Regions from separate parts of the Mus musculus genome. Here region 2 is linked to region 1. Evidence: chromatin contacts called from public HiChIP or PLAC-seq data. All regions are on one chromosome and are shown on one strand. Each heading gives the region's core, a stretch centred on a gene start, on an enhancer-like site or on the middle of the called end of the contact. The rest is flanking DNA. Distances are from core to core; before and after follow the strand shown. Region 1 has its middle 87 kb from the start of Gm32558. Region 2 has its middle 150 kb from the start of Gm32727.

Region 1 (3,088 bases), core at 171-2,670:
GAGTTCCTTGATCCACTTAGATTTGACCTTAGTACAAGGAGATAGCAATGGATCAATTCATATTCTTCTACATGATAACCACCAGTTGTGCCAGCACCATTTGTTGAAAATGCTGTCTTTTTTTTCACTGGATGGTTTTTGCTTCCTTGTCAAAGATCAAGTGACCATAGGTGTGTGGGTTCATTTCTGGGTCTTCAATTCTATTCCATTCGTCTACTTGTCTGTCGCTATACCAGTACCATGCAGTTTTTATCACAATTGTTCTGTAGTACAGCTTTAGGTCAGGCATGGTGATTCCACCAGAGGTTCTTTTATCCTTGAGAAGAGCTTTTGCTATTCTAGGTTTTTTTGTTATTCCAGATGAATTTGCAGATTGCCCTTTCTAATTCGTTGAAGAATTGAGTTGGAATTTTGATGAGGATTGCATTGATGGAGCCTAGATGATGACACTGTCTGGACGACACCTTCATTAGAACACAGGGAAGCTCAGTCCCCATGTGTCTGGACAGAGAGGTGGGTGGAGGAATGCCAAGGCGTGCCATTGCCAGAGAAGACTGGAAGCAGGGCAGAGGTCATTTTACACTACAAATGATGGTTTCAAGAGCAGGAGTGCAGTTTAAAATTATAGGAAGTCAATGTAAATGCTGTGCCTCAACCTATAGTCTAAAGGTGTCTGCTTTAGCTCCTGGCTCCTGAATGAAAACTAGAATCTGATTGTTTTCTTCCACAATTTCCCTGAATTTTTCCCTTTAGTCAATGAATCATTCGTTAAATTTATTCATCTGACATTTATTAAATATATAGAGACAAAACAAAGTTCTTGCCCTTCTAAAGCCTCAAATTCAAGAGCCAGAAAGATGGTTCAGTAAGGAAGGAAGGAAGAGAGTAAGAGAGTAAAACAGTCTTGTTATACAAGCCTGGTGGCCTGACTTCAGAACCCACCCATCTGTGTAAGAAGTCCTGAGATAGCATGCATTTATAGTCTCAGTACTGGGGAGGCTTGTTGGACAGTTAGTCTAACCAATCAGGAGCTGCAGCTTTGTACTAAGAGACTCTACCTCAAAAACGTAAGGTATAGATGAATACTCCTAACTTTGATATCTGACTTCCATACACATATTCACATGTGTACGTGAACGCGTACTACAAGTCAGGGGCCACACTGATCGTTTCCCTGGGTTCTTGGATCCAAAGTCCAGTCCTCATGATTGGGCAATAGTGCACTTAACCCCCTAGGCCATTTCTCCAGACCCCCTGTATCCCAAGTCTGTTTCTAGCAGAAATTTCCTGTGAGCTGAGATGTGGGTGAGCAAGAGTTAACAGAAAAGGAAGCGAATTCTGGGTGGAGGGAGCACAGTGCGCAGAGGCCCATCAAGGTGGAGTCTGACAGGCAGGAAGAAATGGACCTCAGGAGATAAGATAGAGAATAACATGACAAGAGGCCAGGGGGAAAAGTTAGTGGGTCAGGAGCCCACAGGGATTGGTGTGTTATAGAAGGGTTTGGTGGAGGCGGTGGCTGCCTCCTCCTGCCGCCTCCTTCTCCTCCCCTCCTGGCTGCCTGAAGCTCTTAGATGGAAGAACTGTACTTTGCCTCAGAAGCCCCGGGATCTTGGGTTCCCAATGCAACCCTTACAAAGCAATGCCACAGACTCATTGGTGGGCCAGCCAAAGGTAGCAGGATATCTTCTTGTCTCTCGTGGGCCTATTATTCTTCTCAATAAAGACAGGCACACCGGCACACTTTAATAACTGTCAGGTCTAATTATGAGCAGCCTATACCCTTTATACTTGCGAGGGAAACCCTTTCCACTGTGGAGACCGCCCTGTCACCATCTGAATGGCATCCTGCGAAACCAAGTGTTAGACAAAGAGCCAGGAAGAGATATACATAACAGCAAGAGGTGATGATAGCTACGCATAATGCAATCTCCAGAGGGCAGGAGCTGGAGCCCAGTAGATACACTGCACTGAATACTGCATCTTATTCAGAACCTATTGAATATGTCATTTTCCATCATCTGGGTGTCAAGCTGTGACCTGAATTTCCAAGCACATTGCCTGGCCCCAATAGCCAATAGCTTTGAACTGGGCAAGATTTTAAACAGGGAGAGCAAGGCTCCTGTAGCCAGTTCTTTGGGGAGGGAAGACACTTTGGGATTTGGGTGTTTCTTTTGCAGTACTGTGTTGTTAGGTATGAGAGGAGATTTATGTATCACTGCACACACATATATACACACCATACAAAACAGGCTTTCCAGTGGGGGACGCCTTGGAAAGCAAAGCTCTTGAAGGATATTTTAATTGAGAAGAAGAAAGGCTAGCTCACAGCGTTACAGACAAAAAAAATGCAAGGCTGAGAAATGCTACACCAGAGACTCGAGGATTCTGCAGGAATCTCGGATTTTTCTCTAGGGAAAGAAGGAGCCAAGGTCAAATGGAAAGCATGGGAAAAAATTAAATACGACTCTGTCTTAAATTGCAGCAGCATTTGCAGGAATGCTTGGCTGCTCCGTTGGTAGGAGACAGAGGGGGATAAAATTCCTTTCCAGAGATCCTGGGGATATCAATGTATTTTTGACAACTAATAAAAAAAATCTGGGTTTTGTCTCAAACTTGAAAGGTCTCGAAGGCTAATTTCCTAAATTTTCTTAATGTTCCACTTGGACATTGCCTGTGGCAGGCAGGCATCTTGGTAACAACCAAGGTGGGCTATGATGTTTAAAATCGGGCCAGCAGGTCACCCAGCAAACTGCTTAACTTCACCAAAAGATCAACCCGGCCATCCATTGGAGAAGCAGGCAGGTCTTTCCACTGACACTGAGAGAGGTGAACACAGGATTCTTTCCTATGTCACCTATGTCACCTATGACACCTATTAGAGGGTCTATGGTCCCTGTTCTAGGCCTCTTGTTCTCTCTTACCTGTCAGTCCTTATTTTCATCACAGTATTTCTATAATGCATTTTAACCACCGATGACAGCATCTTGGGACTCAGAATCTCTCCTCTCTGAATAGCAATGGGAACATGGCTGGCTCCAAGGTTGCCATCCTGGAATTCTAGTTCTGTTTCTCATTGAGCACCCACTAG
Region 2 (3,101 bases), core at 24-2,523, 64 kb after region 1:
TTTCCACTCTGACGATATCTTTCGAAAGAAATGTTGTCACTCACTAAAACAAAACAAAATCCACCTATAACAAAAATCCTTTCTTCTGACAGTGGGGTGGTCTCCCTGCAACAAGGCTTTGTTCCATGACACCCTGCATCCACTTGCCTATTTCAGTGATTCCCCTTATCCAATATTCTCCAGTCGCATCTCAACACGGCCACTGGAATGGGGAAGGGAATGGTTGTGTGCTTAATGGGTATTTATGTGTGCTTAATGGGTATTTAAAAGGAAACTTGGAACGTGCACTGCAGTGAAAGAGAGTCCTTAGAGGGGACAAGGTGGCACCCAGAGGTGCCTGGCCACTTGTCTCTGCTAATAAAACCTCCCCCAAGCATCCCACGTGCCTAGTTCCTAAGTGCCATCTGGCAGCTAGATCCTGAGCTCTGCCACCCCTGCATAGGATCCAGACAGGCCCGGTTCACTCCCAACCATTGGAAGTGTATTGACATTTATCACTGGCTTCCACTTCCCAGAGCAGGGAGGCAGCCTGGCAGCCTCGGAGGACCTGCATCTCTGTGGCATCACACCCAGCAGCTGACATGAAGGATTACTGCTCTTCTGTCACCCTTTGGCACATGCTCCTACGATCAGCACTAATGACAGTCACTAGCCTGTACTTAGAACAAGGGGAGGGGAGAGAGAGAGTCCCTCTAAAACCCACACTTCACGCAAGTTCTTCTTTCTAGGACAAGACTACAGCATTTACAGACACAACTCTCATTTTAGGTGTACATATGTGTCTGTTAAAAAAAATAATGTCGTGTTAATTGAACCAGTACCTGTGCATGTGTGTTCACATATGGAAGTCTTAGAGAAACAGCATATAAAAATACAGGCTTATCCCTACAAACGATACCCTAATCTGGCACTAAACAACTGGAGTGAGATTTCATTGTCTGGACACAGATTTTGCTTCTCAGTCCCTTCTGAAGGACAACAATTGTGCTAAGGAGCTAAAACATTTTCCTTCTATTTAAACTCATTGGTGTTCTAATGACACTTTCAAACAAGCTCTTAGCAAAAGGGAAAACCATGACTCAACTTCTGGATACCCTGATAACAGTCTGCGTAAGCCAGAGCTTTCTCAAACATCACTTCATTTATTCAGGTGCTAGTTCATTCTTATGGTCTCTTTTTGTTTTCCAATCACAAGCCATTGTTTTGAAGGTGAACAATGAGCCTTATGCAACCCTGTGCTGTCACAGGAGGAACCTCCCCCCTCCTTATCAGTGATTCTTGTTTATTCTGCTCTTGGAGTCAAACCGTCTTAACTGGCCGGTGAATCATGTTGTGGCCACAGGAAGATGACGACAGCCACAGCTTTTTAAAATTCTCTAGAGAGGAGACCGAGAAGGAAATGCTGTTGGTTGGACAAGAGATGCAGATAGGGAGAAGAGAGAAGGACTCGTGAGAAATGAAGAATGTATATATGCGGGCTTCTATTATTATGGGTGTGCCACCGTGAGAGTGTCACCATAAACCACAGAGCAGCTCACTAAGTGTTATCTAAGGTGAAATGGAAGATATCAGGCCACAAAGGCACAGGCAGAACTCAAATTCCTAGTAAGAGCTGAATTGGCAAGAAGGGGCCAGGAGGCAGGAAGAGTCTATCCAAGCATGTTTGTTGTTGGAGTGACCTTCCTGTCCATGGGTGTTGAGAATGAGCCGGCAAGGATGATGGTCTGTGAAATAGGAACACCAATACTCAGAGAAAGTACGAGCTGGAGGGAAGATGGGCCACTACAAAAAACACCTAAGGACAAGATAGCTGGCAGCCTCTTCCTTCATCTGGAGCCACTTTGCCATCCTGTGCTGCTTTAGGACAAAACTTTCTAACAATTTAAAAATGGCACCCCAAGCCTTCTGATGGGAGGTTAAGCCTTCTAGCCCTGTGGCTCAACAGCCAATAAATGCTAGCACATATTCTCACCGTGGAAACATCAGACTAGAGTCAGAAAGGATTTGAGCAATCTCCCAAAGTAAATACCTTTTTAGGGGTCATGGTAAAAAAAAAAAAAGATTATATGAGACCTGAGCATTATCATATCCCACTGAGATGGCTATAAACTGGTAAAATATTTTCAGAGGACAGCTTGGTGCCCAGAGAACAGTATGTACCAAAAGCCTCAAAATACTGAATACCCTTTGGTCATCAGAGGGAGGAATTGCCCAATAAATCTAGAGTCTTTTTCACAAGGAATAAGCAGTCACAGCTCTGTACAAAGGCATCTGAAATCCCATTCATCCGCCTATTGTTTCTAACAGTAAAAACTGAAACCAATTTAAACTTTGTATCATAGGACTGGATGACTAATTAGCGTATGTTTGAAGCAACATCCTATATAGTCATTAAATAAATATATAAGAATATTAATTAATGGGAAAAGCTGCCCATACTACAGCATTCAATCGCTGATGTTCTAAAATGACTCATTTTTGTATGACACACATATATAAGGCACACGGGGATGATACATCCTCAGTTATTGAGAGAGGCTTTTTGTGCGTAGGAGAATAACATATAGTTTCATTTTCTTTTTTATGTTTATTTTTGACTTCCAACTTTCTATTAAAATTTATTATATTACACTTGAATGCAGATTCCTGCACATTTGGGTGCCAACTTGGATCCCACTCATTGATTTCTGTTCATTATGTTCTTCTTACCCAGCATCTCAGTGTCTTCTCATCCCATGACACAGCTCTCCACTTCTGTCATACCTTCCAGTTCGTCATTCTCCATCACTATAACCCGCTATGAGCTTAGCTCAACCACCCTCCCTCTCACCGGATCCTTATCTTTCCAGCTCTTTGCCTGTGTTTTTCCTCCAAGTCTCCAGCCCCACAGACATGAGCCATAACCTGGGCCTTCACCTCAGCTGGGTCCCCATTTCCCTCCTGACTCAGCTTGATCTCCAAGATCAACGGCTAAACGTTCTCTGCATAGACACTCCATCCCTTACCTCTCTCTTATGCTTCATTTTATGAACTTGGAAACAAACCCAGTGATGGTTAGTTGTAATTCTCTGCCTCTTCTGTGCCTGAATCTGTGCAGCTGA

What was found. HiChIP or PLAC-seq counts read pairs in DNA pulled down with a chosen protein or histone mark.
Region 2: an H3K27ac HiChIP or PLAC-seq map of the HPC-7 cell line shows a contact between it and region 1, with 5 times the contacts expected there. The contact joins two enhancer-like sites. A contact is called at or near these places in 1 of 15 datasets of contacts at CTCF or cohesin (the G1E-ER4 cell line), 6 of 484 Hi-C or Micro-C datasets (the HPC-7 cell line, the MNK3 cell line, forebrain and 3 more), 2 of 115 datasets of contacts at active chromatin or transcription factors (the HPC-7 cell line and neural progenitor cells) and 1 of 9 other capture datasets (embryonic stem cells).

What each region holds. Positions count from the first base shown.
Region 1 is chr5:75,760,696-75,763,783 of GRCm38.p6, forward strand. No RefSeq gene overlaps it. Among named protein-coding and RNA genes, the nearest start is that of Gm32558, 87 kb to the left of the region's middle. Within about 2 kb of position 1,421, at least 17 of the 459 cell types and tissues checked have an H3K27ac peak or open chromatin away from gene starts, as enhancers often do. A contact at or near this core is called in the G1E-ER4 cell line, the HPC-7 cell line and pre-megakaryocyte-erythroid progenitors, where this site is marked.
Region 2 is chr5:75,825,223-75,828,323 of GRCm38.p6, forward strand. No RefSeq gene overlaps it. Among named protein-coding and RNA genes, the nearest start is that of Gm32727, 150 kb to the right of the region's middle. Within about 2 kb of position 1,274, at least 70 of the 459 cell types and tissues checked have an H3K27ac peak or open chromatin away from gene starts, as enhancers often do. A contact at or near this core is called in the G1E-ER4 cell line, the HPC-7 cell line and pre-megakaryocyte-erythroid progenitors, where this site is marked.